Regions from separate parts of the Mus musculus genome. Here region 1 is linked to region 2. Evidence: chromatin contacts called from public Hi-C data. All regions are on one chromosome and are shown on one strand. Each heading gives the region's core, a stretch centred on a gene start, on an enhancer-like site or on the middle of the called end of the contact. The rest is flanking DNA. Distances are from core to core; before and after follow the strand shown.

Evidence for each region. A called contact is a pair of places that touch in the nucleus more often than the background predicts.
Region 1: a contact with region 2 is called in a Hi-C map of the N1E-115 cell line, with 7 times the contacts expected there. The contact joins two enhancer-like sites. A contact is called at or near these places in 1 of 15 datasets of contacts at CTCF or cohesin (the NIH/3T3 cell line), 36 of 484 Hi-C or Micro-C datasets (the BV-2 cell line, CD8 T cells, the F1.1 cell line and 26 more) and 3 of 115 datasets of contacts at active chromatin or transcription factors (the 230-238 cell line, PVALB interneurons and pro-B cells).

The regions. Positions count from the first base shown.
Region 1 is chr7:92,043,631-92,050,545 of GRCm38.p6, reverse strand. All of the region lies in intron 11 of Dlg2 (discs large MAGUK scaffold protein 2), which reads right to left. Among named protein-coding and RNA genes, the nearest start is that of 4930567K12Rik, 72 kb to the left of the region's middle. Within about 2 kb of position 1,440, at least 13 of the 459 cell types and tissues checked have an H3K27ac peak or open chromatin away from gene starts, as enhancers often do. A contact at or near this core is called in the N1E-115 cell line, where this site is marked.
Region 2 is chr7:91,452,740-91,460,139 of GRCm38.p6, reverse strand. The region is part of intron 2 of Dlg2 (discs large MAGUK scaffold protein 2); the gene reads right to left. Among named protein-coding and RNA genes, the nearest start is that of Gm24552, 210 kb to the right of the region's middle. Within about 2 kb of position 2,694, at least 4 of the 459 cell types and tissues checked have an H3K27ac peak or open chromatin away from gene starts, as enhancers often do. A contact at or near this core is called in the N1E-115 cell line, where this site is marked.

The DNA of each region.
Region 1 (6,915 bases), core at 191-2,690, 590 kb before region 2:
GATGTGTAAGAAAAACTAATCAGTTGATCTCACTCACTAACCTGTCTCTGCATCCTTACTATTGATGTGCTGTGACAAGAAGGCCTCTGGATTTTGGTTCTACATCGCCCTTTCCATGATGGAATGATCCCATCAGATTGTAAGTCGAGAAATGTCTCCTTTCTTTAAGTTACTTCTTTTCAAGCATTGTTCACAGCAACAAGAAGCATAATGAGCACAAGATGAATGCTTGCACATTTTATTAATAAGGAACAATGATATCAAAATGCAATTTCCTACCAATGTTCATAACCTTCCTTCAACAAGGGATTATACTTTGCAAAATTTAGTAGGCTTTGCAAAGTGTGGTTTTTTTTTCCCCCTATAGCTCCGTGAGAATTTTTCAAGTTTATGCCTAGAAATAAAATGGTTCAGCTCTTGACAGCGCCCACTATGAGGACAGAACGTCCACGTTTGAAGAAGGTTTGAAAAAGGTATTTTTACATGGTTATGCCTCCTGTCACATGGTCATCAGAACTGTGCCTGGACCATGCTACAAGTTTTCTTCAAATCAGCTTCTCTGCCTTTATTCTTGAAATTACAGAGATACATGTCATTGGGTATAATCCATGGTTACATTGTTACCCTCATTAGATTGCAAACTACTCAGGAGTAGGAATTGGATGTTATTTCCATAGTGATCTTCTCAAAGTCTTTAGCTGAATGTCAGAAACATGATAGACATTCCACACATGTTTTGTTGAATTGATGAATTAAGTGATAATCAATCAATGACTTACTGGATGGTTATCTCCTGCATAATTTTCTTTGAGTAGTAAGACTATAGTATAAGCAAGAGATTTAATCAGACATGAGACATAGTAAATATTGATGACTATCAGTGCGAGAATACACTTTGGTGGAGGAATCATCTGCCAGTCCTGAAGATCATCAGAGAGATTAAGTGAAGAGAAAGACCGCTGGCTTTCTCTTTGATAGCTGAGCAGCATCTGGCCTGTGTCAGAGGATATGGATGTGCTATCTTATAATTGGCCAGGAGAAGGAAGTAAACAAAAGTCCTAATGGAATTTGAGAGTCTCTGAGGGATGAACAATATATGCAGAGAAAAACACCAGATTTAGTTTGGATATATAAAGATGGATGTCTCAGGATGAACAATTGAGTTCAGGCTGACAAATGGTAGCCACATAAATTCTCTTTCGTTTGGAAAAGTGAATAAAAATAGTAAGTAAAATAAATGAAGAAAGTTCATTGAGAGACCAGGAGACTGAGGATAGAGAAAGATGACAGAGATGGGTAGGAAGCAGCGGTGGCAGGAAGGATGTCAGCTCCAGCACACAGGTAGATAAACAGGAAAGGCATCAGGCCAAGCAATGAGCAGAACAGCAGAACTAATCAGAGACAGGAGTGAGAAAATTATGTCTTTGCAGCACACTATCCTGATGAGCAACCAGGAGTCTGAATCAGACTGCATTTCTGGAGAAGACAGCAGATCCAGCATGAGTCAGCTTCCTTATGTTACATTTCTAAATTGCAACTTCTACTAATCAACATCACTCTAGATTGTTTTCAGCTAAGCAATGTGCAATCCAGTGTCCAGCAACTAATAACAGTGCTTTCTCTTTGTCTAGTTGTTGCCTATCTTCTTGTTCTCATGAAAGCCTTGAACTCCTTATGAGGTCAGATTCTCTGCTATTGGTATAGATTCTCAGGGCATCACAGTCCTTCCTTCCCCTTTTATAGAGCTTAGCACAGTAATAGGTTTACATTGGTTTGTGTGATTGATCAATATTTCCTTTTCTGTAGTAGAATGAATACAGAACTGATTTTCTTCCTTCCTTCCTTCCTTCCTTCCTTCCTTCCTTCCTTCCTTCCTTCCTTCCTTTCTTTCTTTCTTTCTTTCTTTCTCTCTCTCTCTCTCTTTCTTTCTTTCTTGTTCTTTCTTTCATTCTCTTTCTTTCTTTCTTTCTTTCTTTCTTTCCTTTCTTTCTTTCTTTCTTTCTTTCTTTCTTTCTTTCTTTCTTTCTTTCTTTCTTTCTTTCTTTCTTTCTTCCTAAGCATTCTATTTCCAACTGAATTTATTCACTTGCAGCATCATAAACAGACAAAAGTCTATAAGAGCCTCCTTAATTCTGCAAAGATGCTATTAAAAATGACAGCATTTATAGAGGAATGGGGTATGAATCTAAAGAACAGGTTGGTGCTGTGAAAACATTAGGAGGCTTGAGACTGATAACTGTCACAGTTTGAGTAATTAAATCCTGCCATAGAATAAGGGTATCTGTATCTGGCTAGTAAACTTGAAGCTGAGACTTTTTGTATTCCTCTTCGACTCCTTGGTATATAATCAGCTCTCCAGTGCTGTTTCAATCAGTGTCATATGTGACTCTATTATTACTTGTTTACTGGGTATTGATTAAGAGTGGTAATTTTCCAGTTGAATGTTCTAAAGCTCACTGTTTTGGGTTTTCCTAATTGCATAATAATGAGGAGAAAATTAATTTATAATTTACTTTGAGGTCTTTATTAAACCAATTTATTAAAAATAAAAATTACTCCCAAGAAGATATGCCTACTGGTAATAAGTAATCACATTAGTTCAGATTATGCACAGAAAATAAGAACTACTTCTAAGAAAATAATGTTTTCAGCCAAATTCTCCTGTGGATTCTGTGACATGCCTTCTTGACAGACAGCCACTGATGAACTCAGAGACTCTGTCAGAGTGGGAGGCCACTGAGCCCACAGCCCAGCAGCTCCTAATAACCACATTTCTGACCTAAGGCCTCTGCTTTATTCTTGGTACCACTGGATAAAACACAAGCCGATAGGGTAAAAGTTTTTTTTTCTTTCTTTCTAATTTAGTACCTTTTCAGGGGAACAAATCAAATTAGGAATTAATTCTATTGGTATTACCCTCTTATGAAATTTAGTTTTTGACCTCAAAAACCTCCAAAATCATATTGATTTCTACACCTTGTTTAAATGGCCTCCACATTAGCCAAGTTGTAATAAAACTTACAAAAAGATTTGTTTATTTGTTCACAGTTGCTATTTCAACAGCAGATGGCAATAGAAATCCAGGCCCTCTGAGAGCTTTAGCATCTGAGCTTGGGAAGTTCTTAAATACCTCCTCTCTGCAGTCACAGCACTTTTTAGCATTGATAAATTCTGGGCGCTCCATAAAGTTTCCTGACACCTTTTGTATTGTCAGCTCTGTACACGGAAGGAAAGATTACAGGGCCCAGGAAAGAATGTTTCTTTGGTTAAGGAAATAGGGGGGGAAAAAAAAAGCCCAACAGAAAGCAGGCAAACGAGCTGAGGCCTCTGTAAGAGCAGAGGTGGAAACAGGAATCAGGAAACAAGAAAAGAAATGGCAAGGAAATGTGACTGGAGGCAGAGGTGGTGCCAGGGTGACATTCTCTACTGCTCCTAATGAGGGATTTAAGTTTAATCTCTGAAGATTCAGAGTTCCCCCACTCCCGGGTGAGTCCTTTCAGTTTAGGATCCTTGGCAGGGATAAGGCTAGAAATCCCACCCTGAAGCTTTTTAACTCCAGAGGCAGGTCTGTTCATATTGGAGATGATTTTATTTTGGTGGGGGTAATGGTGGTGGTGACAGGGATTCAATGTCTTTGAAAAACATTGAAAACATTATTATTATCTGCTGTTAGTTCCCTTAATTTAGTTTTTTATCTGTTCTGTAAAAACATTCTTCATGTGGCTGGATAATGACGTAAACAGGCAGGAGGCAAAAGGCGGTGTCTCTCATTGGTTAAGAGCATACATATACTACTCGTGCAAGGGACTGCATGCCATTCCTAGCACCCAATTGAGTCAGCCACAACCACCTGTAGCTCCAGTTCCCAGTTCCAGAGGTATCCTCTGCCTCTGGTCTTCATGGGTACCTGCGCTTATATGCAGACACATATGCATATTCACTATTAAAAACAAAGTGTTAAAATAAAGAAGTTATGCCTATATGTGATTTTCAGCTATAGGTAGCATTTAAACATTGTAGGGATATACAGAAATCTCCATGTGCCTCTCTGTTTTTAAGAAATTGCTAAACTTATTTCTAACCTTTTCCCCCATTCTTCCCTCTTCCTTCCCTCTCCTCCCTTCCCCCTCCCTCCTTCCACTCCTATTTATTTTCCTCCATCCCTCCTTCCCCCTTTTCCCCTCCTCTCTCTCTCTCTCTCTCTCTCTCTCTCTCTCTCTCTTTTAAGATAACATACTACTGTATAGCTGTGCTAGAACTCCTGCTTTAGCCTCTGAGAGCTGGAATTATAGTTATGGGTTGCAGGCCTGCACTTTCTCTGGTAAACAGTGGCTGCAATTTCTAACCACTGATCTTAGTAAGTAACAACTTGAACAAGGCTTCTTCTTCAAATCTGAAAGAATACCTCTGTACCTTGATGCATATGTCAGCAGATTAGCCCCCTTCACTCACTACTGCCATTGCTTTATGGGGTAAGGGCTGAGCAGTGTACTGGAGGAAGTTGAATCAGAATCTGGAACTGTTGCAGACTACTCTCCTAGTACATCGGCAAGGATGCCTGAAGCTACCTGCCTCAGAGGGCTACATATTCCTAGACATGAAGAGCAATGGGCTCCCAAAATTCAGGCTCATAGGAATAGATTTCAAAGTCTAGAAGCAAAATGATCACTTCCAAAATGTCAGTTCGTAACCTGTGGGTATGACCCTTCTAGGGGTCATATAACAGATATCTTGCATATCAGATATTTAACATATGATTCATAACAGAGGCAAAATTACAGTTATGAAGCAGCAATAAAATAATTTTATGGTGGAGGGGTCACCACAACATGAGGAACTGCATTAAAGGATCGCAACATCAGAATGGTTGAGCACCTCTGTGTTTGAGCTGGAAGACACTTTTTACCTCCATCTTGTTTCTTGGTACGATAGGTGAGAACAGCTTAACCCTACACAGCGGTGGTGGGAGACTCGAACTGTAAGCCCTAATCAAATCATGACCTGATTCTAAGGCTACTCAGTATCATCTTGATAAATATGAAGCAAATTTAGCTACAAATAAACTTAAAGCCAGGCAAAAGCGGAAGATAATAAATAATTCCATTTAAAATCTTAGCAGCTAATGCTAATCTCAGCAGCTCTATCAAAACCCTTCTAGATTTTTGAATGTGACTTCGTTTTTCTCTCTGCTTGCAACCTCTTCCCACCATCCTCAGAATTCAGCCCATGCCACCCTTTGTGAGAATCAAGCACATCAAAGCCAATTCCTTCTGCGCTAGTCTTGCTGATTCTATTGACTCCCCATATTGCTAAAGTCTGCTTATGCTGGGCTGTTTTGATGTCAATTTTGTTGCTCCAATCAACTGTTTCTTTAGGATATTCTTTGGCCTTGAATATCTGTTATTATCATGTGTCTGTCATTTGCATGCATTATTAAAATGTTTGGCAATGTTTTCACTCATATTTATTAATGAAGTAAAAGCTGGCAGATGGTATCTGTAAGGTGTTTAATTAATATACATATATATATGTATATATATGTATATGTATGTGTGTGTGTGTATTTGCTTCTGCTTTTTATTTCTTCTCTTTCAGTTTTTCCCCAGAGTTCCTAACAGAATTTCATATGTATATGTGTTTGTTTGTTCATTTGTTCATTCATTCATTCTTCACTGCTGTGTAGCCCAGGTCAGTCTGGAAATTTCTGTTCAGCCTGGTGATCTGCCTGAATTATAAGGTTGTTTATTTTTTTAACGACAGTATTCAGTTAGGTAAACTAATCTGACATTGTCCATTAACTGACCACTTATGTGAAGGGCTTTACCACAGAGGCCAATACGCAAATTAGCTCATATAGCTTCCCTGAAAGAGTGAGTGAGCTAGCTTTTTTCCTCCTTTCTTTCTTTCTTTCTTTCTTTCTTTCTTTCTTTCTTTCTTTCTTTCTTTCTTTCTTTCTTTCCTTCCTCTCTCTCTCTCTCTCTCTCTCTCTCTCTCTCCTCCCTCCCTCCCTCCCTCCCTTCCTTCCTTCCTTCCTTCCTTCTTTTTTTTTTTTGTTTTGTTTTGTTTTGTTTGTTTTTTGAGACAGGATTTCTCTGTATAGCCCTGGCTGTCCTGGAACTCACTTTTGTAGACCAGGCTGGCCTCGAACTCAGAAATCTGCCTGCCTCTGCCTCCTAAGTGCTGGGATTAAAGGTGTGCGCCACCACTGCCTGGCTGTGAATGAGCTTCTTTATTCAGAAACATGTTTTGGGGTTTGGTTTAAAAGACTTGTCTACATAGCTTTGCATGTACACACTTTGCACACACAGATGTGTGGTTGAGTGGGGCGTCTTTACTGGCATTCTCAGAATCTGCCCAGTCTCCTCTTTATTTCCTAAGAGCTCCTCCTAAAGGTGAGCTAGCACCTTCCGACTCAGCTGTTTCACCACTGCAGAAACAAAGCTTATTAGAAAACTCTTATGGGACGTCTCAAAAACTACTGTGTAAGGCACCATAAAAAGGGCTCTGCACCAAGCGAAGAAAAGCTCTGAGGAACTGTCCCAATCTCAGGGGAGAGTCCCAGGTCTTCTGACTGTTCTACTCTGTTCTGGGTTCTTTTCTGCTGAGTAGATTTACTCTGTCTGAGCTATAATTCTTTCCACACAGTGCTATTGCACCATGGTTATTTTTCAGGTGTGCCATCCCTGGAAACACAACCTAGGAGATGTCATTTACATAGAATAGCATCCATTATCAGTGTTTTTACTTTCTGATGTTACAGTAACTCACAGTCAACCATGATCTGAAAGTAGCATTTGGAAGACTCCAGAAATAAAAAATTCTTAAGTTTTAAGCTGTTCAACATTTAGAGTTGTTTAAAGGAATTGGCTCCATCTACTCAGGACACAACTCATCCCTTTTGCCCAACATGCTACC
Region 2 (7,400 bases), core at 1,445-3,944:
TTGCTCATATGATTTTTACACACCCCATTGTTGTGCCTGTTGTTCTTCACAGAACAGGCCTTGAGCTCTTACTTATTTTATTTCTCATCGTGTACACAGAGCGCTAAGCCCATGTACGGCAATCACTCAGCAAATGGAATTTAGGATCCAGAGTTCTCCAAAGTCAATGTGCAAGTCACAGACAAAGGTCTAGAAATATATGGCTGCGTGTTAGAAGAAATAGGCTGGGCCATTTGGAAGATTCAAATTCCTATGGAGTCTGAGAACCATGGCTTTACATAATGCAATCATCTATAATGCAGCCACTGCAGACACCAGAAAAAGAAACCCCTTATAATGGAATCATGTTCAGGTTCTGCTGGTCTTAACCAATGTATATTTGGGGAATCCTTTAGCTTCATTTTTTGGGCACAATAATTTCTTTCTGTTCTCTGCCCTGATCACTTAGAGCATGGGGAAGTTGGGACAACTCAGTAGGCTTCAGACATCCTTACTCTCCTCCCAGCAAGAAATGCATCTGGCAATATGGTCTGTTATATATCTACACACTGACATGAGCATCTTTTATGGTATATTCCATTTTCTACTCTAATCTTTATTTTCTCATTAGATTTATTTTGCAAGTATTTATAGGTCAGATGCCCTATGGAAAGCCTGACTTTAATTATTTCCATTGTTCCTTCTGTCTTCAGATCGTATGGCACTCATTTGCTGATAATATAACAATCTGAAACTCAGTCACCACACTAGCTATATTTATGACCAACGTGTCTTAGGTAATAACTTTGAACACAGAATTGCTTCCTAACCTTTGTATTCATTTTCCTAAATCATAAGGAGGGTCATAAATGACACATATGCATATGTGTCTTCACATCTCTGAGAGCTTCCAAAGGGTATGTTTCTTTATGTTTTAGTAAATTCTTATTTGGAATACTCAAAAAAAAAAAAAAAGAAAAGAAAAGAAAACAGTTGTATGCCCTCAATTCACTGCTCAATTCACTGGCTGTACTTTTTTTTTTTTGACCTAGCCAAAGTGACATAAAGTTGCAAAGAAAAGATGACTACTTGGCTAGTACATACTTGCTTATCTCTATAGTATGAGAATATACTATAATGTCATTATCTCAAGGACCAGAAAGATAGGGAAATGATAAGATCTAGCATCTATTTTTAGTCCAGAATTTATAATGTTAAATTTAGATTGTTCTTACATGTGTCTTTTGTGTTTATTTAATGGAAAAATAATTATAAATTACTGGGCACCTGTTAGGTGTGAAGGACTATTCGAAATAATTCTCGTATTGGATATGTAGTAATCTTTATTACAGATTGAGTCTTGCCCTATTGTATACTTTAGGGAATATGTTAGTATGTTTTATAATAGGTCATACTAGTCAGTAACAGAGGCATTCTTGAAACCCAGAAAATGTTAAACTCCTTTACTTCTCTAAATTATACCTGTGGTACATTATTTGGACTAGCTAGCAGAAAACTGAAAAAAAAAAGTTTCCTCAACTCAAATTAATCTTGATGTATATTAATTGTTTAATGTGTTAGTTTCAAATAATTTATATAGACCTTTGGAAAGGAGAAATAGTGGACAGCACTCTTACTCAAAGCATACAACTAGTTTATTGTTTAAAAGGAAGATGTATTAGGAATTGTGGGTAATTTAAAGGCATTAATGCCACCAGCACCACTAGCAACAACAAGAGATATCTCACATTGACAAAAGAGCTTCTGTGGGCTTTAGTAATTTTTTTTTCTAATTATAACAGAAGCCTTGGCAGTAGTGAGAGTTTAGTTTTTAGAGAAGTTATAATAATAACGGAGTTAACTCTTTAGGAATATTTGCATAAATGATCACTATTAATACTCATTAGAGATTATTATAAGAAATTTTTGTTTTAAAAATTGGTGTGCCTTTGATATATACATACATATAAGTAAAGCAATTTAGTGTATCTATAAAACCATTGTTATTACTTTTATGTAGATGAAAGAAATAGGAAGTTTGAGTACTATCTTCTAACCCATTTTTCAAAAGCCATAAAAAACCCATTGTGGGCTTCATTCTATTGACATGTATGTGGAAGCCAGGCAACTTCAGGACTGCCATGAAGCTCTACTTAGACAGGGTCTCACACTGTTTTAGACCCTGTCAATTAGGAAGGTTCACGCTGATGGCTGATGGAATTCATGCTCTCCTGTTTACAGGCAAGTGCTGTAAGCATGAGCCATCTCTCTAAACCCTAGAGAGAATTCTTGAATTGTGAAAAGCAACTGTAGGTCTTATTTGCCTTAATTTTTTTCCCCCTACTTTCAACATCTGGCCTAAAGAATTAAGATATTTAGGATAAATTGCTGTGACACTTTCCAATTTGAAAACAAAAAACAAAAAAACAAAAAAACAAAAAAAAACAAAACAAAAAAAAACAAAACAAAACAAACAAAACAAAACAAAACAAAACAAAACAAAACAAAACAAAACAAAACAAAAAAACCCGTAAGTAAAGATAAGTTTCATTTGCTCAGAATTCCAACCAGGAGCTTTGGTGCTCTGGTTCAGTACAGATATTTTCCAGGCCATGTACCTCTCAGCCAGCTCTTCTTACCAGGCCTGGGCACAGAAAAAAAATGCATTATCACAAGTATGCAAAATTCTGCCAACCCCTTCTGGTGTCTTTCTTAACTACATGCTTTTCAATTTAGCCTCATAGATGTCAGCTTCTTCCCATAAGAACAGAGGCTTGCACAATCATCAGCTCAGCTGCTTCCGCCATCTAGTGGCAAGAGACAGAAGTGAATGGGTTTTGTTTTCTGTAATTGCTAATGCTGCAAAATGGCAAGAATCAGCTTCATTTTTCAAATCACTGGCATTACTACAAATGCCAAATCTAGAAATACAAATGAACACTAATTTTTAGCAGCTGAAATTGAAGACCTCATGACTTCTGGGGTCACGTGCAACTTTTGGTTGTTTTCAGTTTGTTTTTTGTTTTTGTTTGCTTGTTTGTTTTGTTGTTTGTTTGTTTCTATGGTCAAAGTATTGATTAGGTACCATGTTACTTATGAAGCAGATACTGCTTGACCAACACAATCTTTGGTGGAAGGATATATTCTTGTACACAGGACCTGGCTCCTTTTGAGGAGAATTACTTAGCCTCAGTAAAAAACTGGAGATATTACTACCAGCCAATCACTGTGATGGGACTTGCTGCTTCCTGATCTCAGTAGGTCCTTCTTTCTCCACAAAGTCCTGGATGCTGAGAGTGGATCCTGTATCTCAGTCCTCTGCATTTCTCTTCCTTTTGAGCAACTCTACTCATATTCCCAGCTTGCACTACAGAAAAGATGTCTGTATTGTTAATTCTCTATTAGACTTTTCATCTTCTTCCTCTTTGATATCTGAGGCTTCACATATGCCAGACAAATTCTCTATTAATGACTTTCATAGGGGGACGATTTTAATTTATTTCATATACGTCTTTACCTAATTAGTCAAAAGGAAAGCATTATTTAATCTCCACCTTTCTTTCTTCTACCTTCATGATTTAGTATGTCTCAGAGTCCTGTATATGAGACATCATATATTTTCTAGACAAACTGTCAAATTCATGGTCTCCATGCTCGGTGCCTCCACTTTATCTCTGAGCTCATCACCTTGCCTTCTATGAGATGTCCTTGATTGTGATCTCACTCTTTTCCAGTTTTTCTACAACACCACATGAATAATTGTGTAATTTGCAAGCAGGACTATGTCATTCTCCATTATAAATTTTGCAGTCATCCCTTGTTACTTACAAAATGAAGTTCAGTCTCCACCAAAGGTCATTCTTTGCTTTTGCCACCCCTCTGCCTCACTCTGTCACATGCTGTGCACTCACCCAACTCTCTATATTTGCTATCATCATTTCCCCTCTCTTCCCTATTCAGGTAAGCACCTTCAGTTCTCAGAACCATTGAATATTGACATGATTATTGGAGTTAATGGCAACTTTGACCTTTTCTCCTTAGCTTCTACAAATCTCATCTACAGTTCAATCTCTGATCACATTCACCTCCTATCCAGCCCCAGTGAGCTAAAATAAATAAATAAATAAATAAATAAATAAATAAATAAATATTTTAAAAGGTTATAATTCAAGGTCTTAGAAAGATTTGCCTCTTCTTTTCTATTTTACTGCATATAACATGACATACTATATACGTTAATCTCCATACCTGTGTGTCTAACTAAAGCATGTAAGAAACTTGAAGACAAGTACTTTATAACTCAAAGCATCACACAGAAAACACTATATGGGATGAAGTTGAAGACGATTAAAAGAGTGAGTCAAATAACACAACAAAATATTTTCTTAATACATAGGTTAATGACATCTCAGAAATGCTGGTCATTTTTCCCAAAGTTAGACAAACTGGAAATGACAAATTTGGACTCTAATGTGTATTTGTTTGATCAAAATCCCAGTGGTGATTTATATCACCACAGTAAATTTGGAATGAATGTAACAAACCCCAAGATAGCAGGGCCCAGGTAGTGCTACACAAAGTAATTTGCCCCAAATTTCTAGCTTAGAATATTTCTATAATATGCATTCATACAACTCAATAAATAATAAGATATCAATAGAAATGATGAATTCTTCCATTTTTCTTTATTTGAAGAATGATATTTATTCATGGTATTTGAATCTGACTACTTTTGATTCCAGGACCAGAATGAAGCTTTATACTGTACTTGCTTATTGTGTTAAACAGTCTATCTGTGTCTATTATGGCTATTCCTAGTGTCTATCAGCCTGGCCAAGACATAATTTAATCCAAAAGTAAAAGTTCCATGAGTAATTGTAGTTAGGAAACAGATTTCTCTAGCCATATCCCTAGCTTAGATGATATGATGCATATTATATTAAAAATTCTGAGAAAGATCTGGAGAGATTTCTCAGAGGTTAGGAGCACTGGCTGCTCTTCCAGAGGCCCTGAGTTCAATTTCCAGCAACTACATGGTGGCTCATAATCTTTGTTGTTGATGTTGTTTGTTTTTTGTTTTGTTTTTGTTTTGTTTTGTTTTGTTTTTTCGAGACAGAATTTCTCTGTATAGCCCTGGCTGTCCTAGAACTCACTCTGTAGACCAGGCTGGCCTTGAACTCAGAAATTTGCCTGCCTCTGCCTTCCAAGTGTTAGGATTAAAGGCATGTGCCACCATGCCCGGCCTCATAATCATTTATAATGTGATATGTTTTCCCCCTTTCTGGTATGTATACATGATAACTAACTAAATAAATAAATAAATAAAATTTCATTGACTACTTATTGAACCTTTTCATAAACAAAACAAACAAACAACAACCAAAGGAGCTCTGGGAGATTTCATGCCAAGTTAACACATTTCACCATTGAGATGTGTTGAAGCAGGCATGCATTTCCTTACATCCCATAGACTGCTGATGAGATTCTAGCAAAGGTACCTGTGAAGATGCTAGTCTAGTGTCATTGCAGATGTTAATGGTGAGATAGAGGGAAGTAAAACAGCCATGCAAACAACAAACAACAAAATCCAGAAAACAAAGATGGAGGACAGACAAAGTGGGTCACATGCTTACTGATAATGACTTCTACCTAGGATAGTATTTTACATTGGCCAGCAAAAAATACATAGAATAGCCAAATGAAGACCATTTCCAAATGATAACTCTGCTAGAAACATTGACTCTCAGTGTTAGAGACATTGACTTTGTGTATTATAGGCTATAACCGATGGGCAGAGTCAGAACTGAGAGGGAGGCTCCTCAGTTTGTGGATCTCAGGAGCAAGCCCCAGCCACTCTAGGAAGAAGCAGTAAGGCAAGGAGGGCGTGGATGTTCATCTGCCTGTACTTATTCATGTCACCTTCCTTCTGATTGAGGTCATCCTCTAAAATGTCCCATGGCTCCACTGTCCACATGTTTCCCAGTATTTTCCCACAAGGGTTCAACCAGTGCCCAGTTGTCCTAGTGATGTTCTCTCTCTACAAACTCACCAACCCCACACTGTATGGTAAAGCTTCTCTTCATTCCAATCTCAATAAAAACTAGAAGAAGCACTATCAGTTGCCTAGCTTCAATTTCCGTCCAATTTGTAAAAGATAGCTTTAATTTTCATAGGCAATGACCACTGTTTCTCAGATGACTATTAGAAATTTTAATGCAACCTAGAAAACGCCATCAATTTTAATTACAAGACACCACAGATATTAGGACATGGGCAGAGTTCAGATACGTTGTTACACGAGAAATCATGAGATTAGAGCAACGAATCTGTATCTGTTCTGTACCAGTGACATTAGGCAATGGAGAGTGGGACAGAAATTAATCCTTGCTTAATTAGTACCGTGGCACCTGAGGCACGTCTTTATTTAAGATATAAGGATCTGAGTTTATCAGATTAAGAAAGACTAACAACAAGTAATTATTATTCAACTTCCCAAGGAAGTGATATGCTTATTTAAATCCACATTCTTTGCCTCAACAGCACTAATTCATACAACTGACCCTAGTTTATACTTAACGAATAGATATAAGCTAGAAAGAAATCTCTTCATGCTTGATTATAGGCCAGTTTGTCTTTTATCGTGGCTATCAGCTGGTTTCTTTTATGGAACTTTCTAGGAAGAGAAAGCATCCCCATCTTGTGGCAAGGAAAACAAATTCCCTTAAATTCATTGCTAAATTGCAAATCTCTCCCCAGCCTCATGCTTCACACTGGCCCAGGCACTTTAATGAAAACTAGCAAAGCTAGCTCATTTATCATCCAGGCAGCTGGTGTGCTCCAAAGACAAGGATCTTAAGACTTAAAGCATTAGGTGATAGGAGAAGGGGAGAAATGATATCAAACCAGAAATACTGAGATTAGTCAGCTGAGTCACAGCCTGCTCTGTGTGGAATTTAAACTGTTATTTGGCCATCTTATATTCTGTTTTTGACATGTTGTTTGCAAATTCCTGATTGATATCAGAGATCGACCTAGGTTGCTCAGGAGGATTCTGGGGGTGTTCTCTGATTGTGTGCTCTGCTTTCTTTGTCTGGCCTCTTATAGCATTTTTCCCAGGAACACTAGACAGATCAGAAGAGGCAACAAGACTGAAAACATGGCAGTTCTAATTGAGAATTTCTACCTGCTTAGCATTTTCCCGATTTTAGGTTTCCTTTGTGTGACAACACCACCTGATGTTTAATCTTGGGAGGTTTTCCAAACACCACATGTGTGATAATGCAGCTTACCACCTTGACGAGGAAACATGTCCTGCACTTATGGAGGTGTGTGGGCTTAGACCTGATGGGCTTAGACCTATGTTGGAGCTACTCCTGCTAGTAGGTGAGCCCTTCATGTCCCAAGTATCTTCATTAGCTTAA